2 separate regions of the Mus musculus genome follow, and region 1 is linked to region 2. The links are chromatin contacts, called in public Hi-C maps. All regions are on one chromosome and are shown on one strand. The core of a region is the stretch at or near the end of the contact, and the rest is flanking DNA. Distances in the headings are between cores, read along the strand shown. Region 1 has its middle 36 kb from the start of Klhdc7a. Region 2 overlaps Gm1667 (a long non-coding RNA gene).

Region 1 (3,521 bases), core at 279-2,778, 78 kb before region 2:
CTCTGAACATTTCAAAGATTCCCCCCCCCAAAAAAAAAACTTCCCCGATTTAATTTTAAAAAATAAAACAAAAGATTGCATCCTCTTACGATGCTAAAAATCCATGGGTAAAAAAAGGGGGGGCCATCCTCCAGGCCTGTGACAGCTACTTCCTTACCTATGAAGTGGGGAACACAGAGCACCAGAGTACCAGGTTGCCCCTTAGGATGGTAAAGAGGAGAGGCTCTGCTGCCTCCTGGACCTCCCTCTAGTCTAAGGCAGGCCACCTCTTTCTGTGCTGGAAAATTCACCGCTGTTTGGAACCTCATACCCACCTCATAGGGAACAAGTCCATTTTACAGGTGGGTCAATTGAGGCTCAGCAAGACAGAAAGGTGATCATCTAGGTTTGCCAAATTGTGTGTGTGTGTGTGTGTGTGTGTGTGTGTGTGTGTGTGTGTGTGTGTGTGTGTGTGTGTGTAGATGACCTTGCATGCCTGAAGATTTGAGTTCCATCGCCTGAACCCACAGCGTAAGGAACAGATTCTCGACTCTTGAGAAATGCTCTCTGTGCTCTCCAGGCCCTGAGGTGGGAATTCGCGTACACACTCATAAATAAATGAGGGAATGTGTTTTAATGTCTCCCATTCCACATTCTTACAGGAGCCTGCTTCTCATCCTGGTCAAACGCACCAGCCTGTTCCCTCTGCTTGGACCTCTTTCCCTGCTCAATTTGCATAGCTCTGGGACACCACAGGGGGTCTCTTAGGTCCCGCCCAATCTTCCAAGCTCCACCCCCTGCTGTACTGAACCCTCCTGCAGGACTCTTTCCCACTGCTCACTCCTGTTCTGATCTGTTCTTCCTGTCTGCGTCCCTCCACCTTTTTCTCTGGCTCATTTCCACCCGTCCCCCACCTTCTGCTCAGACTTGGTTTCTTTATGCAGTCAGTAAATATTTACTCGTGCCCAGGCACTGTTCTAAATGAGGAGATGCTGGTTTGAGATCTGGAGCTCAGTTCTTAGCTCATACAGTTCTCAGGGAAACCTGTCTTGATCATTCATTCTCAAAGCTGGCTAGCTATCACCACTCAGCCTGTTGTTCGGACCTTCACGCCTCTGTCCTCCGACCACTCTCCAGCGGGAAGCCACGCGCAGCTTGGACGCATCACCACACAGGGGTGCCTGCCTAGGAGAGGGTGGCTCCCTAACTGAGAGCTTTGTTTGGATATACAGTTCCCTGCACCGGACTAGGAAACAAACAGATGGGTGCGCCGGCACCGGAGAAGCCAAGATCAGGGGCAAGAGTTAGGAATTGTTGGGGGTATCGGATGTCTATTGCTGGTGGCTGAACACACCCGTGGCACTGGTGGGAGGGTCTGCTACTGCTGGCACCTTGCTGCAGAAATCTGGCCGCTCCCCTATTCGTGGATGGGGTGAATTCGTGGACTGGATGGTCCACGACACCGGATTCTTACTTGTCACACCTCAGTATGCCCGGTGTCCCATAGGCCTAAGCGAGTTTCAGGGCCCCACCCAGAGGGCCTATTGGAGGAGCCACAGAGGGCTGATGTTCATTGGCTTAATCAAGTCTCATCGCCTTGCCCACTCTCCGTGGGAGGAGCCAATGGGGAAGCGGGTGTCTCATTGGTCAAAACTGCCTCATAGCATAGCCTTGGCTAGACCAATGGGGGAGTGCTGCTAACAACTCCAAGTGTTTTCCCACGCAGTCCCTCTCAGAGTCCTGAGAGGATTGGTGACCCACTTTCCACAAGGCAGCGGAGAGTCACTGACCAGGTGCCCATCTGCCCAGGACTTCTCTCTCTTCCCTGGCTCTCTCCACACTATCTCAGCGCACATCCAGAAACACGTCCTTGCTCCCTGGAGCTTCTCGGATCCATCCTGAGAAACTGGGAGGCAGGAACAGAGCCCTAAGTGGGAATCCGGAGCAGGGACTGGATTCTGCCCTGTCGTTCCCTGGAAGAGCCAGGGAAGAGTGAGCAAGGCGCTGGGGAGAACTCCAGCTACCCTGAGCCTACGGGGCAGAGGCTAGCCAGGCTTCTCGTAGGGACCTGACTGCCCACCCAACAGATCAAATCACACAAGAACGCCTCCGAGTTTGGGACGAGCCTGCACCCACCCTCAGTTTCCCCAGACTGATGCAGGTGTACTCAGAGCTCTCTGGCCCCACGCTGATCCCTCCCTTGCTTTCCCCCTTTGCTTTTCTATTTTTACTTCGTATGCAAATCTCCCATCAGACCTAAGCAAAGCATGGAGGAAGTGGGCCAGCGCACAGGATAGGACAGCACGGCAGATTGCAGCCGCGTACTCTGGTAAACACGATCTAATTGCTTTTTCCAATGGGGAAAGTGGTGGGGGCCCGGCTCAGAAAGAACACATTACCAGTCAGCTGTGTCAGGCCAAGGAGGAGGGTAGGGCTGGACCACGATCTGGGGAAGGGGTCATGGGACATGAGGGGTGACCCTGGTGACAGTCCCTGTCATTTGGACCAAAGGCACAAGGTGGTGCTGAGAGCTGGTTGACCAGTTCTCTCGTGCATTTTTACTTGAACCAGCATTGCACCGGGCTGTGGCTCAGTTGGTAGAGTGCCCACCTAACATGCACAAAGTCCTGGGTTCAATCCCTGACACAGCATAAACCAGGGATGGGGTACAGGCCTGTCAGTCTAGCTCTAGGGAGGTGGAGGCAAGGGGATCAGGGGTTCAAGATCATTTACACATCCTGGGCTACATCGGCAATGGCAATACCCCCCCCCCCATCTACCCTGTCCTGATTGAAAGTGCTGAAGGCAGAGACAAGAGTAATTGTCTGCCCAGATCCTGTGGGCCCAGACTCAACAAGCCCTCATGTGTGAGGATCTAACTTGGTATGAGTTCCTCGGTAAGGCTGAGATTAAGACCCAGGCCTGCCTGATGCCAGTGACTGTGCCTTTGAGCTAAAGAACACCGATAAGCTACAGGGTCCCTGGTACTATTGCACGTGTCTAAGTAACAACAGATCCAAGTGCTCATTAAGCACTTATTACCTGCCAGGCCCCAGGCGAGGGATAAGACAGAGCTGGTGCTCTTTAGAAGGCCAGCATCTAAGACAAGGGGACAGGAACCTTTCGTGGATGAGGAAGCTGAGGGAGAGCGAACACCTCGCAGAAGCCAACGTCCTGAGGAACAGGGGTTCAGAGGTCTGTCTCACAGGATAGGTGACTCCGGTGAGGAACCCGTTCATCAGCCGCCACCCCCACATGCCACCCTAAAGCCTGGACGGTGTCCACGCCACCGGCTTGCTCAGCCTCAGTGGGCACTACAGTCCGAGGTAGAACGAGAAACCATCAAGCTCGGAGCACGTGCAGGCCCTGCTCAGAGCTCCGGCTGCCCATTTCTTCAAATCTTGTCACCATCCTCATTACTGTGGAGGCTGCGGGGACTTTGGGGCCAATCCTACTTCTGCCAGTTCTGAGTTAATCCTGGCATGGACAGGGGCCGGTCGCTTCTCTAGAGTGAGCAGCCTGTCCGGGACAGGAGATAGGAG
Region 2 (4,090 bases), core at 331-2,830:
TCCCCCTTCTCAGAGAAGGGGAAGGAGGAGTGGAGGGAGGGGCTGTGTGTGGGGGGGGGCTGGGAAGAGGGTGCTGTGATCAGGATGTAAAGTGAATTAATTAATTAATTAATTAATTAATTAATTAATTAATGAAAAATAAAAGAGGCCTGTGGGACCTGGGAGGCCAGCTGCACTATGGTTAGGCAGCCTTCAGGGTCAAAGAGCACAACCGATTTTCAGTGCTGCCTGTGGAGAGCAGACAAGGGCTTAGTCTAAGGCAGCTTCAGATGCCCCCTGGATCTCTGATGAGGCCTGAGTTATCCATCACAAAGAACTGTGGGCCATGTCCCTCCCTCCTCCAACTTATGAATCTGTGTGTGCTTCTTTCTATAGGTGTGAGGACGGACGTGGCCAGGGGTCACCTGTCTCTGCATCTTGGGCCATTCAGAGCTCCGGGCCAGGTCATTGTGAAGAGCTCCACTTCTCTGTAGGCCATTATGGTGAAAAGGAGTTTAGCAGACAAGGGCTCAGGACACGCCCCTTCTGTGCCCAGGCAGAGTGTGATGTCATCAGCAAAGCCAGCATGTATGTTGGGGTCAGAGGACAGGGTGTCAACTCTCACCTCTTCACCTTGTTTGAGACCGTCTCTCTGCCGGTGTGTGTGCTAGGCTACTGAGGATTGCCCTGTGTCTGATTCCGGTTCCCCAGTAGGGATTACATATGTCTGCACGGTTGCATCTACCGTGGGCTTTGGGGGTCTGAACTCCAGCTGTCAGGCTTACATGTCAATCACTTTGTCTCCTGAACCATCTCCCCAGCCCCATACTCCTCACCCTTGCTTTGATGGTCATCAAGCCCTTGGTAGTGGTCACCTGACTCTAAGTCCTAGTCTCTTTGCAGTAGGGTTCTCCCTTCCGTTGAATGCACTGCGTGGATTTTCCCTGTTTTCCCGCGGTTGGACTCCAGGGCCTTGTGCATAAGAGGCAAGCACTCCAACTCCGAGACACTGCCCTCGATGGCTGGCTCTGAATCAGATCGATAACCAAATACAGGCATCCCCATCTCTAAAAACCTTCTGAGATTGCATCGGAGAGAATGGAAGGCGCCTCCGCCTCCGTAGTTTAAACAGAAGGAGTTTTGCCTAGCAAAGGAGCATTAGCAGCCCTCAAACCTTCGAGACGGGAGAAGCAGGCTGTGAGCTGAGCCTTAGGGAAAACCTCCAGTCCCCAGAATCCTTCTGGGTCCCCTCCACCGTTACCAAGGAAACCAACAAATTGGGAAGCTCCTTAAGCATACCAAGCCAGTAAAAAGAGAAGCGCGCACCCCATTTCTCTTCCTATTTAAACTCTTTCCAAGCCCAGTCCTGTTCGTGTGACTCTGGTTGGGGAAGACTGAATCGCATCTGAAAGTCTTCCTTGCAAGAGGGTTATAGGGAAATTGGTTTTCTTTTCCTGGCTTCTTGGTATAAAAAGGCACGCGTGAAGGAGGTTGGAATAAATGTTGAACAAGAGAGCGCGCCGCATCCTCCTCGCCGCTAATCTCTCCACATCTGAGCGGTTCTTTTCTTGAAAGCCTCAGTCAGAAACCGGCTTTGAGCTCACTGAGAGGACGTTTGTCTGTTCAGCTCCACCGGGGGCTTACGGAGTGCGCTTGTTGGGTGGGTGGGGGCGGGGGCTGTTTAAAGCTGCCGCTGAGATGAAGGAAGCTGGGCGTGCTTCCTGCTGGAGTTCCTGGGCTACAAAGGGGCACAAATAAATAGAAAAGAAGCAAAGAAAACAGCAGGAGACAGTACTGTGGGAGGATGGGAGACAGCTCCGTGCAGGGAGTGCTTCCTACAGGCGCCAGCTGAGTTGAGTTCCGAGCCCCAGCTCTGTAAAAGTAAAAGGCAGGGCGGGTGTGACAACGCAAACTCCGAATCCCAGCTCTGGGGAGACTAAGATAGGAGAATCCTTGGGGCATAATGAGCAGCCTGCCTGACTAAACCAGTGAGTTCCAGGTTGAGCGGAAAGACCCTGTCTCAAAACTAGAGCCAGAGAGATGACTCGGTGGTTAAGTGCCCTGGCTGCTCTTGTACCCGACTCCGGTTCAGTTTCCAGCACCCACAGCGCAGCTCACAACCATCTGTAACTCCAGTTCCCGGGGATCCAACGCCCTCCTCTGGCCTCTAGAGGTACTGCACGCACGCGGTACACTGATATCCAGGCCAGTCAAAACACCACAGGCATGAAATAGTCTCTGCTATGGAGATCTCCCGTTTACTTCCAAAGCTTAAGACAGGGTTTCCGGGTCTGAACAGCCCAGCCCACAGGGGTGGCTATGAACCTCATCCAAGCCCACATCCTCCTGCCAAGTAAGGAGGGCTGCATCGTTCCCAGGACAGGCCCAGGTCATAGAGAGCAGGATTGCTGTCCTTCCCTGTCACAGGTCTGCCTCCTTGCTGAGGTAACTCAAGGTCTTGAAGTTCTGAGTCCCTGTTTGGCATTGCACAACAGCATCTTTATCCCAGCCTTGGGGGAAGTCCAGAGTCTCCTTGGCCGCTTCTACCTCCTCCATTCAAGGTGTGTCTGTCCTCTTTCTCATCAGAGCCCCAGCACAGTGGCTGCTAAACTTGGAGCTTTCTTTTGTTTGGGGAAGGGGACAGTGAACAAATGGTGTGTGTATATGCGTGCCCACACACGTGTGCATGAGTGTGCATGTGTGTCTGAGTGCGTTCATGTGTGTACATATGTGAGTGTGACTGTGTGCATGTCTGTGTATGTCTCTGTAAGTGTCTGTGTTTGTTCGTGCTTATGTGCATGCGTGTGTGTGTGTGTGTGTGTGTGTATGTGCATGTGAGTGTGTGCATTTGAATGTGCTTGTGTGTGTGTGTCTGTTTGTCTCTGTGTGTTCCTGTTTGTAGACTGGTATGTGTGCAGGGGTGTGTGTGTGTGTGTGTGAACATTCAAGGAGGCCAAATATAGATATCAAATGTCTTTCCTGACTTGTTCACCCTATTTTTTAGGACGAGGGACTTGAAGCTTGAGAATCTGACTCTGCTGGCTGACCAGCAAGCCCCTGCCTCAGTATCCCCAGCACCAGGACTATAGGCATGCACTGTAGGGCGCAGCTTTTGTGCATGTCCTGAAGATGGGAACTCAGAGCCTCCTAGTTGCAAGGGAAGTACTTCACCGACAGAACCAGCTCCAGGCTGTTTCATTCTGTGTTGAGACTGTGTTAACTTGGACACCCAAACTAGACAAGGCCAGTGAAAGATGCTGATTTAATTTAAGCTCATACTTCTACGTGGGTCCCAGTATTCCAGATAAAATACCAACAAATTGCGGGAGCTGGAGACATGGCTCGGATGGCAGCGTGCCTTCTGTACAGACATGAGGACCTGAGTTCCATCCCCAGCACTTGCATAATGGTGTACACATACACACACACACACACCTACACACTCACACACCTATACTTTCACACACACACACCTACATACTCACCCAGACACCCCCACACACACCTACACACATACAGATACACACCTACACATTCACGCATAGCTACACATACCTACACATACACAGACACACACCTACACACACACACCTATACATTCACACACACCTACACATAAACACACCTACACACTCACACACACACCTACAAACTCACACACTCACTCACACCTACACACTCACACACACCTACACACACAAAGACACACACCTACACACTCACACACACACCTACAAACTCACACACTCACTCACACCTACACACTCACACACACCTACACACACAAAGACACACACCTACACACTCACACACACCTACACACTCTCACAATACACCTACACATTCACACACCTACACACTCACACACACCTACCCACTCACAATGTCCAGCCAGTACTTCTAAAAAGTAAAAATTAAATTGTATTTAAAAATATGATGACGCCAAACCAAAGAGGGTAAGGCCTCCTGACCCGGTAGGGTTTCTGCCTGGTTTCCACGGTCAGACTCCATCCTGGGAACCTCCATTTGCAAATACAGAGGAGAGTCATGTATCCATCCTGGGAACTCACCTGGGTTGGAAGACCCATCAGGTCGTCTGTCATGAGAACTG

What was found. Hi-C and Micro-C count contacts between places; a contact is called where the count stands out from the background.
Region 1: a Hi-C map of cerebral cortex shows a contact between it and region 2, with 1.8 times the contacts expected there. The contact joins two enhancer-like sites. A contact is called at or near these places in 3 of 39 promoter capture datasets (hippocampal neurons and liver), 8 of 484 Hi-C or Micro-C datasets (CD4 T cells, Sertoli cells, cerebral cortex and 4 more) and 1 of 115 datasets of contacts at active chromatin or transcription factors (neural progenitor cells).

Annotation. Positions count from the first base shown.
Region 1 is chr4:140,002,413-140,005,933 of GRCm38.p6, reverse strand. No RefSeq gene overlaps it. Among named protein-coding and RNA genes, the nearest start is that of Klhdc7a, 36 kb to the right of the region's middle. Within about 2 kb of position 1,528, at least 65 of the 459 cell types and tissues checked have an H3K27ac peak or open chromatin away from gene starts, as enhancers often do. A contact at or near this core is called in cerebral cortex, where this site is marked.
Region 2 is chr4:139,923,506-139,927,595 of GRCm38.p6, reverse strand. All of the region lies in intron 3 of Gm1667 (a long non-coding RNA gene), which reads right to left. It overlaps 4933427I22Rik (RIKEN cDNA 4933427I22 gene), which reads left to right. Exons shown (of 3, transcript NR_045159.1): 3 at 376-1,485. Among named protein-coding and RNA genes, the nearest start is that of Gm1667, 15 kb to the right of the region's middle. Within about 2 kb of position 1,580, at least 58 of the 459 cell types and tissues checked have an H3K27ac peak or open chromatin away from gene starts, as enhancers often do. A contact at or near this core is called in cerebral cortex, where this site is marked.